2 separate regions of the Mus musculus genome follow, and region 2 is linked to region 1. The links are chromatin contacts, called in public HiChIP or PLAC-seq maps. All regions are on one chromosome and are shown on one strand. The core of a region is the stretch at or near the end of the contact, and the rest is flanking DNA. Distances in the headings are between cores, read along the strand shown.

Region 1 (7,124 bases), core at 2,894-5,393:
CCCCCCTCTCTCCCGGTTCTTTCACCTAGATCAATCTTCCTGCTCTGACTCCACCTCCGAACCCCTGGACACGACCCACTTAGACTCCTCTCCAGGTCGGCTCTCCATTCCCAGAGCTTGCCTGGTATGCTCAAAGATATCCACATGTTGGCTAAGCACCTTCTGTCAAGAGGAGGCCCCGCCCCCCGCAACAGTCCCCGCCCCTAACCACTCCCCCTACCCCCTGGAACTATACAGTTTCTAGTTCCTTTGCAGGTCCCTGGTCCCACCCATCCAAATCCTGCCTGTCCCCCTCACCATAGCACATGAACTCTGTCACAATATAAATGGGTTCCTCCGACACCACCGCATACAGCTGCACCAGCTTGTCGTGCCTCAGCAGCTTCATGATCTGTGCCTCCTCCAGGAATGCCTTCGGGGACATGGTGCCCGGCTTCAGCGTCTTCACTGCCACCTTTGTGCTGCAGTTCCATGTGCCTGCTCAGTGGCCGTATACTCATCAAGACTGGCTCCCCGCAAGTCCTGTGCCTTTTCCCAGACCCCAGACAACCTCCCAGCATCCTCCATCCCCATCCCCACCCCCATCTCCTACCCAGCCACACATCTCCAAAGCAGCCGGTGCCCAGCCTGCGTTCCAGTGCTATGGAGTTCCGGTCGATCTCCCAGGCATCCTTGGCCAGGCCTAGAGTCTGGGGCTTAGTGGTGGTACAAGGCGCCGTAAGCAAGTAGCACAGACCATCATTCACTTCTGTAGGAAGGGCAGATGGAAGGAGGTCACAGATGGAAAGTTATGGATACTCTCTCCGAAACGCAGCCCAGCATCAGACCCCAAGCTTAGCTGCCATAAATAATCAGGGCCTAGTGGAATACTCATGCTGGTAATTCCAGCACACAGTAGGCTGAGGAAAGAGAAAGGAGTTTGATTCTAGCCTAGGCTACAGGGTCTTTCTCTCTCTTTTTGTTTTAAGAGATTTATTTATTTTATGAATATGAGTACACTGTAGCTGTCTTCAGACACACCAGAAGAGGGCATCACATCCCATTACAGATGGTTGTGAGCCACCATGTGGTTGCTGGGAGTTGAACTCAGGACCTTTGGAAGAGCAGTCAGTGCTCCTAACCTCTGAGCCATCTCTCCAGGCCCAGGCTACAGGGTCTTAAATAAATAAATAAATAAATAAACCCAGAGAAACGAAAATAGTTTACAGTTTGTCTTCACAAGCCAGGATTAAAAGAAAAGAAAGAAAGAAACAAACAAAGAAAGAAGAGCCAGGCACAGACAGTGGTGGAACACAACTTTAATCTCAGCACTCAGGAGGCAGAGGCCAGCCTGGTCTACAGAGTGAGTTCCAGGACAGCCAGGGCTACACAGAGAAACCCTGTCTTGAAAAACAGAAGATAAAAAGGTTCCTATTTGAGCTCACAGCCAGGAAAGAAGACAGTTCAGCCCTCTGAGAACTTGTCTGTGCCCAAGGAAGGGCAGTAAGTATACAAAAGAGAGATGACCCCCGTGGAAACTTTATGGGTCTTCCGAGGAGGTGGCCTCCAGCCAGGTCTTTGAGGACAAGGACTAGTTCTGACAGGTAAAAACAGAGGTAAGGTTCTGAGGCGAAACTGTGGACATGAGTCCGTTCCTGCCGCAGATCTCATCCTGGGCCTAACCAGTCAAGATGGGGACGAGAGGCACTGAAGGTGCCTGGTCTCCATGCTGGGTTTTACTCCTGGATGGACCATAACTGCTTAACCCCACAGGAGGCCTCGGTCAGGTCAGGTCCTTGCTGCCTCCTGCTCAGGCTCAGAATCATTGGCTTCTGCTTGTTTGCTGTCACCACATGGAAAATGACCGCAGCTGTCCAAGGGACCGCTCCTTCAGCCTTGTCCCCGACGTCCAGGTAGCACACAACAGCCAGAGAGTCTCCACAAAGCTCTGATCAGCTTCTGCAACCCACTGCTTAGAGCAGCAGTTCTCAATCTGTGGGACATGACCCCTCTGGGGTCGCATATCAGATATCCTGCCTATCAGAGATTTACATTACAATTCATAACAGTAGCAAGATTACCGTTATAAAGTAGCAATGAAATAATTTTATCGTTGGAAGGGTCACCATGAGGAACTGTATTAAAAGGTGGCAGCATTAGGAAAGTTAAGAACTGCTGGCTTAGAGCCTATGATAGATAATGACTCTGCCTAGGAAGTACAACAGGGCCAGCAAGGTGGCTCAGCAGGTAAGGTGTGAGCCAGCAGCCAACCTAGCCACCCGGGTTTAGTCTCTGGGACCTATATGGCAGAAGGAAAGGACTTACTTCCACAAGTTGTCCTCTGATTTAGACACACACAACGAGAGAGACAGAAAGAGACAGAGAGACAGTGAGACAGAGAGATAGAGAGAGAGAACAACAAATGCCCCACAAAGTTTCCATACACTGAATAGACCGAAGCCAGCAAGATTTTGCTCGGCAGGTAAAGACGGTGTCTGCTGGCAACCCCAATGACCCGAGTTCCATCCCCAGGACCCACTTGGCTGAAGGAGAGAATCAACTTCCACGAGTTGTACTCTGACACGCATGAGCCCCCCCCCCAAAAAAAAATGTAAAATTTTCAAAAGTTCCCCAGGCTTAGGCCTGGAAGCAAGATTAGGAGGCATTGCTTGCTCTCCGTCTGCTCAGACTCCACACAGAGCAGAATCCTGGCCTAAGGACGCATGTACGTGGCCCAGCCACTACTTCTTTAGGAGATTTTTGTTCTCCAGGCCTCAGTCTCCCCGTCATGACAACACGGTCAGTCACACTTAGCAGCTCACCCATGTAGTGCCGCACTAGGTCCTGTATGGAGTCAAACTGGGCCCGTGTGGTGATGTAGTAGCCGCCCGTGTCCAGCTTTCGGATCTTATAATGCTTTATGTGATCGCCTCTGTTCTGGTCCCAGTCACGGATGGACAGGGAGTAGGCCCCTGGGTGGAAAGGGTCCTTTAGTTCTCGTCTCCCTCAGAGCAGGAGGAGGCCCCCAAAGGAATTCCCAGAGCCCAGCTTAGCTCTGCCCCTCCACTTGGCCCTGACCCAAGCACTGACCAGCCCACTGTCCTTATTGTCTGGTGGCATGTCTGCCGTACCAACCCACCTTTGGTGGTCTCGCTTTCCCGAATGAGAAAGGCCCCCTGGGGGTTACCAGAGGACAGAAGCTGCCTCTCTGCATCCTTTCTACTGATCTTTCCGAAGTACCACCTGTTAGGAAAAGCAGGCAGAACCAGGCACATTCATTCCAAACGCCAGTTCATCTTCCCCGGAAGTCACCGCAACAGCCAAGTCTCAGTTTCCTCATCTGACAAATGGGTTGTTATAATCTGCTTCATGACTTGAGTATAAGGATCCCAGAGAAGGGGAATGGGAAACTGTCGGGCACACATGGTCGATGCTGAGAAAGACCAGGATTCCTACCCACTGGTGTCTCTTGAATTAAAATTGTTAGATTCTCCCTGGTACAGTGGTATGATCCCAGCAATCAGGAGGCAGAGGCAGGTACCGCTCTGAGTTTGAGGGTACCCTGGTCTACATAGCAAGTTCTAGGTCAGCCAGGGCTACATAGTGAGACCCTACCTTAAAAACAAATAATGAGGGAACAGGGCATAGTGGTACATGCCTTTAATCCCTGCACTTAGGAGTTGGCGGGGGCAGGTGGATCTCTCTGAGTTTGAGGCCAGCCTGGTCTATAGAATGAGTTCTAGGACAGCCGGAGAAACCCTGTCTCTGGGAAAAAAAAAAAAAAGCCATAAAAGTCCCTGGTAGTGTAGTGTATGCCTTTAATCCCAGCACTTGGGAGGCACAGGCAGGCAGATGTTCCAAATCAGTCAAGGTTACATGGTAAGACGTTATATCAAACCAACAAACACACCAACAAACCAAAATTGGTAGAGCCCAGGCATCAGTGACTTTTTCAGGTATCACAGGGCCCTTGACCCTTCTCACTAGACCTCTCCAAAACCCATTTTACAGACAAGGAACTCAAGTCTCAGAGGGGAGCTGGTGTGAACAATTAGTGTCCTCACGTGCCCTGATTCTCTCCCACCACCCTAGGCAATCCTTCAGACTCCTGCCCCACCCTAGCCCCAAATTCTTTCCCTGCTTGTGGCTGTCTGAGACAATGTAGTCCTGAGCTGTGTGCATACAGGGCAGACTGGGGGGTGGGGAACAGATGTGACCACACTCGCTGTAGAAGACTCTGTTGTTATCTGATCATTAAATTGACTGTGCCTTGTGGGCATTGATAGAAAAGAACACAGTTTTCAAATCAGGGCGGGTGAGGACACCTGGGAACGCTGGCACGCTCAGTCCATACCTGAGCACCAGGCAAATCTGGGAGACAGAAGCGGTGTCTGCTAACCGTGTGCCTGGGAAAGCAGGCAGCAAGGAGAAAGGGTTGAAGGGATACCATACACATTGTCAAAGGTTTTCAAGATCATCCTTCAACCCCAGCACAGTGTTGTGCACCTTTGACCCCAGCACTCTGGAGTCAGGAGGCTCTCTGTGAATTCAAGGCCAGCCTGGTCTACAGAACTTTTTCTAGGACAGCCAGAGCTACACAAAGAAGCCCTGTCTTAAAAAAGCCAAAAACTTCCTTAAGAATCAGCAGAGTAAGTTAGCCCCTGGGAGGAGGAGCTTCTAAGAGTGAGATAGCCTGAGCTACATCGCAGGACCTTGCTTCAAAATAAAAACCAAGCCTTAACAGACTGGGCACTTCCTTTGTGGTAGACGACAACTCTGAACATAAATAGACTTGCTTATAATATTCAGAGAAAAGTGCCATGTTTAAACTCATTAGACAGATGAGGAATTGAACCAGCTACCTAGTGGTTAAGCAGCTTGCCTGAGGCCACACTGTGATCCAAAACAGGAACCCAAACTGTCTCCTCTCAGGCCTGGGCTCTTAACCAGGAACCCACACTGAGCACTTTAGACAGCACCTTGCTACCCAAGCTGTGGGCGCAGCTGATCCAACCCTCCACACACACACACACACACACACACACACACACACACACCATTGCCACCCCTCTGATCCACACCCCCCCCACTCCCACACCATGGCCACCCCTCTGATCCAACCCCCACCCTCACACCCACACCATTGCCACCCCACTGATCCAAACCCCACACCCCCACACCATTGCCACCCTGCTGATCCAACCCCCCCCACCATTGCTACCCTGCTGATCCAACTCCCCCCCCAACACACAACACTGCCACCCTGCCCCTCCATCATCCTCCATGCTTTCTGCCGCTCTCCACAATCCAGCCTCTTTCCTCTTGTGCTCTGGGCTTGCCCATGTCCCTCTACTAGAGAAAACCCATCTTACCCCATAAACATCCCCCTGAAACTGCCCCATCCTTCAATCCCTAAACACATACCTTCCTCTTTCCTAGAGGGAAGAAGTTCTGAGTCCTACGTTGCTGTGTTTTAAAGATGTATTTCTTGATATCACTGCACACACATGTGCATGCAAGTGTCCATGGGGGCTGAAAGAGGGCACCAGAGCCCCTGGAACAGTAGCTAATGAGGGTTATAAGTCCCCACGTGGGTGCTAGGAATTGAACCCTGGTCCTCTGGAAGAGCTTCCTGTGCACTGAACCACTGACCCATCTCTACAGCCCCCTACTTTTTTCTTTTTCAACAACAAAATTATTGCATGTTCTGTATTCATGTTGTGTGTGCATGTGCGCATGCATGCTATAACAAAGGAGTGGGGGTCAGAAGTCAGATCCGTGCATGCTGGGTCTCTCCTTTCACCCTGTGGGTTCTGGAGATCAAACTTAGGGGGTCAAGCTTGACAGCAAGTGCCTTTACCTGCTGAGCCATCTTCTGCATGTTTGGTCCCGGCTTCTTAGCTCACCTTCACTTAGATCCATATTTCCCCTCTTGAGACAATACTTTCCTCCCCTTCCACTAACTCCCTCCTTCCTGGGCTCTGCTGTCAAGCCCATGTGACAAAGGTGACTTAGGAGGGTCACCCCATTGCCAAGGATGAGGGCAGCCTCAAATCCCCTCTCTCCTGTTTTCAGAAATTTCTCCTCCAGACTTGGATGTTCTGCACTTGGCCGGGCCTGCTTTTCTCCGCTCTCCAGTGGCTCTTTCTTCACCAGAGTCAAACCCCAGGACCACCCTGTGTCTTGCTTGCTCTCTCTTCCTCCTTTTTCCTACTAGGCAGCTCTAAGTGTCATCTCTACTCAGATGAGGCCCAGTTCCTACCAGCACCAGAGTGCCATAACAAATGACAGAGTCTCAGAGACAATTAGGAACAGGAGCCCCTTCCTCTGGGATCATGAAGTGGCATGGCCCGGCACTTCTCATACACAGGGCAGCCTGGTCTAGCTTCTGGTAACTTCCTTCACGTGTAGTGTTCCTCTCTACAAACCACAAAACAACAATCCTGCCCCACCCCCACCCCCGCCGAATCCATGGACCTCCACTTGTTCCCGTGTCCCCCATTTTATCAACTGACACCACACCTAACTTGTTTCTTCCAAAGATACTGGATCATCCAGTTCCCCTCGCTTCCCAGAGTCCAAGTCCTGAGGACTCTCACTCTGGTTTTGGGGTAGCCAAGACTACCCTCAAATTCACTACAAATGTCAGAATCGTGGGCACAACGCTACTACGCCACTGTCCTGGCTAGCTTTGTGTCAACTCCATACAAGCCAGAGTCTTCAGAGAGAAAGGCAGCTCAGTTGAGGAAATGCCTCCATGAGATCCAGCTGTATGGCATTTTCTCAATTAGTAATCAATGAGGGAGGGCTCAGCTCATTGTGGGTAGAACCACTGCTGGGCTGGTGGTCCTGGGTTCTCTAAGAAAGCAGGACTAGTAAGCCAGTCAGCAGCATCCGCCATGGCCTCTGCATCAGCTCCAGCCTCCAGGTTCCCGCCCAGCATCCTCTATGGCCTCTGCATAAGCTCCTGCCTCCAGGTTCCCCCCCCACCCCCAGCCCCATTTGAGTTCCTGTCCTGATTTCCTTTTGGTGATGAACGGGGAATATGGAAGAATAAGCTGAGGAAACTCCTTCCTCCCCAACTTGCTTTTGGCCATGGTATTTCACTGCAGCAATAGAATCCCTATCTGAGACACGTGTCCAGC
Region 2 (6,824 bases), core at 946-3,445, 63 kb before region 1:
ATTTGTGCACAACAGGCAAATACTCTACCAACTTGGCTACATTTCCAGCCCCTACCTTCTTCCTGGGCGTCAAGGTTTTACTCTTAGTCGTGGTTGGTCTGGAAATCACTATGTAGACCACGCTGATCGCACCCTTGCAGCTATCCTCCTGCCTCTCTGCCTGTGCTGAAGACACAAGCATGTACCACTCCACCCAGTGAGCCAGCTGGCACTGCTGTTCTTGAAGAGAGAGCACCTTCAGAGTGTGGAGGCAGCCAGGCAAGGGTATGCATTTGGGAGGCAGAGGCAGAGGCAGGTGGCTCTCTGAGTTACAGCTGAGCTTGGTCTACAGTTCTAGGACAGCCAGGGCTACACAGTAAGAGCCTGCCTCAGAGCACAACTCTAGGAAGTGGCTTGACCTGGCTTTTGGAGATACCTACACCAGGAGTCCCTCTCCTTCCTCACTGAGGGTGGGGCTGGCCAGGCCTTCCTGCCTTAGAGACCTCCCACTTGGGGCCCAAGGGCGTAATCTTGGCAGAAGAGACAAACCTCCTCTGCAGTGGCTGCTTCTGCTCCACCCACCCATGAAGACCTTTGGCCACATCCTCCCGACTGTCCACTGCTCTTTTGCAGCCTTAGGATCTGAGGGAAGCAGTTGGCTCCCTTCCCCACCACACCCCAACAGGCAGCCATTCTCTTGGCGTCTTCTCAAAGGTACCATCTAGCCCAAGTCTGTGAATGAAAAGTCAAAGGGTCCTCTGTCTGCTTGTCTGCTTCTGGGTCAGTGTCTGAGCTTGCCCACAGGGACAGCAGCTGGCTAGGAGGGGGGCCCCAACCTGCAGAGCAGAGTGCCGGGAAGCGCCAGCCCACATCCTTGATCCCCAGCCCCACCCTCCCCCACTGTGGCTGTGACCACCCCACCCCTTCCCCAGCCCTCCTCCCCTCTCACCCACCCCTAACCTCCCCTGGGGAGCCAAGCTGCCAGTCCCAGCTCTCACTTCCGGCCTCATGACCCTCTCTGCAGCCTGCGAGCACTCCCCTCCCATTTCCCTCAGCCCCCTCAGTCTGAAGGCTCCTGGATGTCCTTAAGCTCTTAGCAGTGGGAAACATGGCTGCTCTGAAACCTTCCTCAGGCCCTCTCTTCTCCACGGAGGCGTTACCTCCCAGGACTGCCAGCCCCCTTTCTCTCAGGAATTTCATGTTTCACTCTCTTGGTCTTCCCTTCCTTTTAGCCCCTAGTGCCCACCTAATTCGTAGATCTTCTAGCAAGCAGACACTTGCCCTAGATCCTAAGAAGGACCAGTCACTTGTTTTTTTTTTTTTTTTAAGATTATTTATTTATTACATGTAAGTACACTGTAGCTGTCTTCAGACACACCAGAAGAGGGAGTCAGATCTCGTTAGGGATGGTTGTGAGCCACCATGTGGTTGCTGGGATTTGAACTCTAGACCTTTGGAAGAGCAGTCGGGTGCTCTTACCTGCTGAGCCATCTCACCAGCCCCAGTCACTTGTTTTGCATTTAAATGTGAACACAGAGAGGCTTAGTCATGCCCTTAAGGACACACAGCCATGCCAATCAGCTTTGTTGTCACCTAAGTTTGGTTTTGTTGGGATCCTTTAAGTCAAATTGCTTCATCATCCAAAGATTCAGACTAGCCCTGGCCTCCTCAACTATCTCAACTACCACTTCTAATCTCTTTTCCCCCAGTTTGTTATCAAGATGCACTACCTCCCCTGACCACTAGGTGTCCCCCTGGAGCCACTGATGCCCCAAGGGGAACTGGTCCTGCCCCGCCCCCATCATCTCCCCCAACCCCAGAACAGTACAGCACTGCATACCCCACCCTACCCTATCCTCAGCCACACAGAGCTCCTTTGTACAGCCCCCGCCCACCCTCTTCCTGTCCAGAGTGGGGCACCTGGCAAGCAGGTCTGTTCCTGAACCGCCCCCTGCCAGCCCCTTGCCCCGAGTGCCAGGTGTGTAGGCGCCACTGCCAGCTCTCACTGAACCCGAGGGTCACCTCATTGGCAGCCCTCCCTTCCTCCCTCCGAGGTCACCCAGGGACTGTGCTTTCCGCCCCACTCCACCCCCATTCCCTCCTGCCCTTGGCCCTTCCAGACTCCTGTCCTTGTCTTTCCTTCTGTCTCCCAGAGGACTCCCTCTTCCAGTACCACTAGCACCTCCTCCCACCTCTCTCCCGCCCCCGCCCACATCCCTCCCCAGAGAGAGCCAGTTCGGCCACGCCCCTCACTGCCGACCAGGTCGGAAGAACTCCTCCCCCTGGAAAGTCACTGTTGAAAAGGAAGTGACTTCAGCAGTTTGGCCACAAGGCTGGGCATTGCTGAGCCCAGCGCAGCCCAAGTCCTGCCCAGCCCACCTCCAAAACACAAAGGGAGCCATGTGCACATGCCACCTCACCTTGTGCTCAGAACCCTGAGCACACACAAACCCACCCAAGGGTGTTTGAGTCTTGGTCCACTAGTACCCTGTGTGGTAGACAGCCCAGGATACCCACACCTGCATAGGATCCATAGCCAGCAGTCACCACTACAGCACACATGTGAAGCTCTTAACTATTCCCCCCACATAGGCCACTTATGTAACTCTTGCATACACAACCCTGTGCACTAAGGACAGAGAGCCCCACACACCTGCTTGCACACAGACCCAGCACAGCACATTTACAGCCTCACATCCTCCTGCAGCCCTGCCTCCCCACCCTTCCCATCCCTGGAGGCCCAACCCCCATGCAGACCTCAGGAATGCTCCTTTGGAAGTTGGGTGGGGTTTCCAGCAGGCTAAACTCTAAGGAGCTTCCTGGAGCCTGAGGCTTCATGTGTCAGTTCAGGGAGTTGCCTCTATAGGGCAGGGCAGCCCCACCTGGCCTCTGTGGCTGGGAGCCTGGGTGGGCTAAACCTGGGCCACAAGAAAGATGGGTCCTGCCATGGCCTGCCCTGCGGCCAGCTGCCGGGCATGCAATCACACCTGGACTACCATGGCCTCTCAGCTCTGTAGAGGAGTCCTGGGGAGGTCAGCTGCATATATCAGGCACGCTGGCTTCCACCTCTGCCCTGAATCCTGGTCACCGTCACAACCCATCTCTCCGCCCAGTTCTCCAGGTCATGGAGGCATAGGGAAGAGTCCTCAGGCTAGGAGGCAGGATGCTAAGGGACTCACTGTGCCACATGAGCCTCTATTCCCTTCTCTGGATAATGGGGAGTTCGAATAGGCTAGATTAATGTCTCTCTCTCTGCCTAAGCTAAGAGGCGATCTTTGTTACACTGGCTCACAGTTACCTGCGCAGGCTCTGCAGAGGCTGGACTCAGCAAGAAAGGGCTGTCTCCACCAGCATCAGCTTCTCCAGGGTAGTCTTTGCAGAGGCCTGAGCAGTGCCACTCCCCCGGTCACCTGGGACCCTCGGCACTCACTCAGCTGGCTTGGCTCTGGGGTCCAGGCCGATGGGTAGACAGTCAGGCAACCTCCCCATCTGTAGAAGCAAACACAGCACACCAAAGATAAGCATAGATGGAGCATGGACGGAGGAGTCAGGCAGAGGGCAACTGAGCCAGGTGGGCATGCTCCACAAATACCAGTCCTGATCTGACTTTACCCCACTGCAGAGGCTCAGTACCTACCTACCATCCCACCTTCTTTCTTTGAACTCTTTAAAAATGCAATGACTTGGAATGGAGAGATGGCTCTGTGGTTAAGAGCACTGGCTGCTCTTGCAGGACTCTGGTTCAACTCCCAGCAACCACATGGCAGCTAACAGCTGTCTGTAACTCCTGTTCCAGGAAATCGGACATCCTCACCCAGACATACACGCAGGCAAAGCACCAATAATACGCATGAAATAAAAATAAACGACTTTTAAAGTTACTTTTAAAAAAGACTTAATTATATTTTAAATGTTTTGCACGCCTGGTGCCCACAGATCAGAAGAGGGCGTCAGATCCCCATGGAATTGGAGTTACAAGATGGTGGTAAGCTACCCTGGAGGTACTGTGAATAGAGCCCAGATCCTTGGAAAGAGCAATAAGTGCTCTTAAGCCCTGAGCCACTTCTCCAGCCCCCAGTCCCTGTCTCTTACATCCCAGACTCCTGTTGAGAAGCAGTATCTTTGCAAGTCTAGATACTCACACGTGTGCACAAACAGCACACCAGAGAAAGTGGAGGGAACCTGGCCTTGGCTCAACTCCTTATCCTGTCTACAGCCTATATATTCTTCCCCATTTTCTCACCCCTAAAAATGAGGAGTGACATCTTATGAAGCAGAGAGACAGCTCTGGGGCTGGTAACTGTACAAGTCTGAGTCGCTGTCCCTAGAGGAAGAGGAAGGTGTGCCCACTGCCATGGAGGTGTATGTGGAGCTGGCACCTGCCCAATGCCAGCAGCAACTGGATATAGCTCTTGTTTTTAGATACAGGGTTTGTTTAGGTCCCCCTAACTGTTCTGGAACTCATTCTGCAGACCAGGCTAGCCTAGAGATCCACCTGCCTCTGTCTTCCTAGAGCTAGGCTTTGAAGTGTGCACCACCACCCCGTCTGGTTTCTTTAATAACCATGGCCTACCTTGCCACTCCAGTTTCCTGCCTAGTAGCTGGCCCCATTGTCTGCACTGAGGCCGGGGAGAGTGGGGGAGTTTAAGAACCAAGCATCACAGAAGCTTATAGGTTCTAGTTACTTGGGAATGTGCATTGGTGAGACTCAGTCATCTGTGTAGATACACACATCTGTATGTGGGTTGCTGGGGCTACTCTGCCTGTCAGTGTGCATCTCTGTGTGTCAGTGTGGGCAGCAGCATGCTTAAGACTGTACGTGTGGGAGGGCTCAAGTGTGGCTCAAAGGTATAGCACTTGCTAGAATACAAGATCCCGGGTTCCACTCCCAGCACCACAGAGAAATGAATACAGTTCACACATGGATCCTGAGTTTGATCAGTAGTGATTGGTATTATCAGCTGAGTCTACGTATCTACCAGAATTAAGTGTCTTCAGTTTATAATCGTGGACACGCCCACCATCTAGATTTCTATTCTGTTCACTTCTCTGTGTATTTGGCTGAGCCCGTGACAGGTGTGCCCAGCTGTGAGTGTATCTGTGTGTACATACTGCACCTGGTTCACTGAATCTCACTGTGTCAGGAGCCAGACCAGCCCCTGCCTGCCTCGGAGCTCTTTGGATGTGTTCGGCAGCAGGGTGGGGGCGGGTGGCTTATCCTCTGCTGTCCCTGCAGGTTTCCAATCTCCAGGCCTGTGACTGTAGGCGCTGGTGTCACTGCAGATCAGCACTGCCTACCTCCTACCTCTGCCTTTCCTTTCCGTGGGCTTTCAGGGTCATAGCATAATGGCGTGACTGGTCACAGTGTCCCTGTGGGTTTGTTTTGCCATGGTCAGCACGTGCTTGCGGGTGTGTTTGCATGTGCAGATTCGTATGACCTTATCATTGTGAGTCTGTGCATACCATGTATTTGTGTCTATATATGTTGGAGGGTCCTTGTGTTATCCCATTATGTGTCTGTGCCAGTACAGCTGAGTGTCGGTGTCAACCGGTGTGAGAGGTCTGTGGGCCTGTCAGCACAATGGTGCCTCGGCATTTGTGTGGTACCTTCGTGAGGCTCTATGTCACTGTGTTTGTGTGTTGTATGTATTCTTCTCTCTTCCCTCCCTCCCTCTCTCTAGAGTGACTGAATGTGTTCTCTCTCTCTCTCTCTCTCTCTCTCTCTCTCTCTCTCTCTCTGCCAGACAACTCCCCAAGCCTGGATTAGGGACAATTTATCCACAGGCAGAGGAGGAGAATTCCAACCTGCCAGAGCCTTCCTCTGCTCTGCTTCCCTGTGGTTGGGTGGGGATAGAAACACAGCCTAGCAGCTCACAAGCCCTCAGGGAGCCACTCCTCCCCAAGTTCCCCAGATGCCCAGAAAAGTGGAAAGGTGTCCTGAGCCCCTACCCCACCCCAGTGACTAACTGGTCCCCATGGCTCAGCTAACCTTCGCCCTCTTCTCCTCATATGGCAGGTGGGTGAGAGACTAGTCTGCCAGGCTCTGGGGGCTGAGGAGCCCTAAGGAGCAGCTGCCCTCAAAGCCCCCATATCCTGATATTCCCCAGTTGATAAATGCTATTCCCCCAATAAATAACTAGGGAACATGCCGCTATGCCCATTGCAGGGGGAGGATGTGTGGTGGGGGAATGTGGCAAGGGGGGAACAGGGTTGGGCTGGGACTAAGGCTCCCTTCACGGTGCTCCAGGCGCGAGGCAGAATCACATGTTTCCCATTAGCTGCTTTGGCCTCCTTGTTCGGGGGTGTTGGCTGGGGGAGATTTGTTCTGGTTGCAGACACCAGCAAAGACCACACAAGAGAGAGAAGGAAGGGGGTTCTGTAACAAACACCATAGGCACAGAGGAAGAGAGACAGAGAGACAAGGACAGAAGACAGAGGCCAGTAAAGAGAGATGAACAGAGACTGTGGGGGACAGGGACAAGGAAGAAGGCAGGCTGGGCCCCAAACTGAGACTGAGCTCAGGCCAAGAAGGATCCAGAGAGCGGCAGAGAAGACAGCAGTCTGACAGGGATGGCCTCGGAGAAGGGAGGCTAGAGACTAGGCTGAGGTACAGGAGCCTCAAGAGGATGGTGGGCTGGACAGAGGGAAGGCTAGGCTAGGTGAGGGTCTCACAGGCTGGGAAGTGGGTGCCCAGGCGGGTGGCGGGTGACGGGTGAGGGCAGCCAGTGCCTGAGCCTCCCGTCTGCTGACCCTCAAGCCTTGGAGATAACAGACCCGAATAGTGCTGACTTGCGGTTCAGAAATCCAATATCCTCCGCGGCGCACTAATCGACTACCTGAGCCCC

The links. HiChIP or PLAC-seq counts read pairs in DNA pulled down with a chosen protein or histone mark.
Region 2: an H3K27ac HiChIP or PLAC-seq map of embryonic stem cells shows a contact between it and region 1, with 8 read pairs. The contact joins two enhancer-like sites. A contact is called at or near these places in 1 of 39 promoter capture datasets (embryonic stem cells), 5 of 15 datasets of contacts at CTCF or cohesin (the G1E-ER4 cell line, the NIH/3T3 cell line, embryonic stem cells and 2 more), 60 of 484 Hi-C or Micro-C datasets (B cells, the Ba/F3 cell line, the C2C12 cell line and 37 more), 15 of 115 datasets of contacts at active chromatin or transcription factors (the HPC-7 cell line, acute myeloid leukemia, differentiating embryonic stem cells and 8 more) and 1 of 9 other capture datasets (embryonic stem cells).

What each region holds. Positions count from the first base shown.
Region 1 is chr4:132,990,745-132,997,868 of GRCm38.p6, reverse strand. It overlaps Fgr (FGR proto-oncogene, Src family tyrosine kinase), which reads right to left. Exons shown (of 13, transcript NM_010208.4): 6 at 3,119-3,222; 7 at 2,802-2,951; 8 at 593-748; 9 at 298-477. Among named protein-coding and RNA genes, the nearest start is that of Gm36599, 14 kb to the left of the region's middle. Within about 2 kb of position 4,143, at least 18 of the 459 cell types and tissues checked have an H3K27ac peak or open chromatin away from gene starts, as enhancers often do. A contact at or near this core is called in acute myeloid leukemia and embryonic stem cells, where this site is marked.
Region 2 is chr4:133,051,657-133,058,480 of GRCm38.p6, reverse strand. Ahdc1 (AT hook, DNA binding motif, containing 1) reads right to left here. Exons shown (of 7, transcript NM_146155.3): 3 at 3,278-3,468. Among named protein-coding and RNA genes, the nearest start is that of Gm26615, 28 kb to the left of the region's middle. Within about 2 kb of position 2,195, at least 293 of the 459 cell types and tissues checked have an H3K27ac peak or open chromatin away from gene starts, as enhancers often do. A contact at or near this core is called in acute myeloid leukemia and embryonic stem cells, where this site is marked.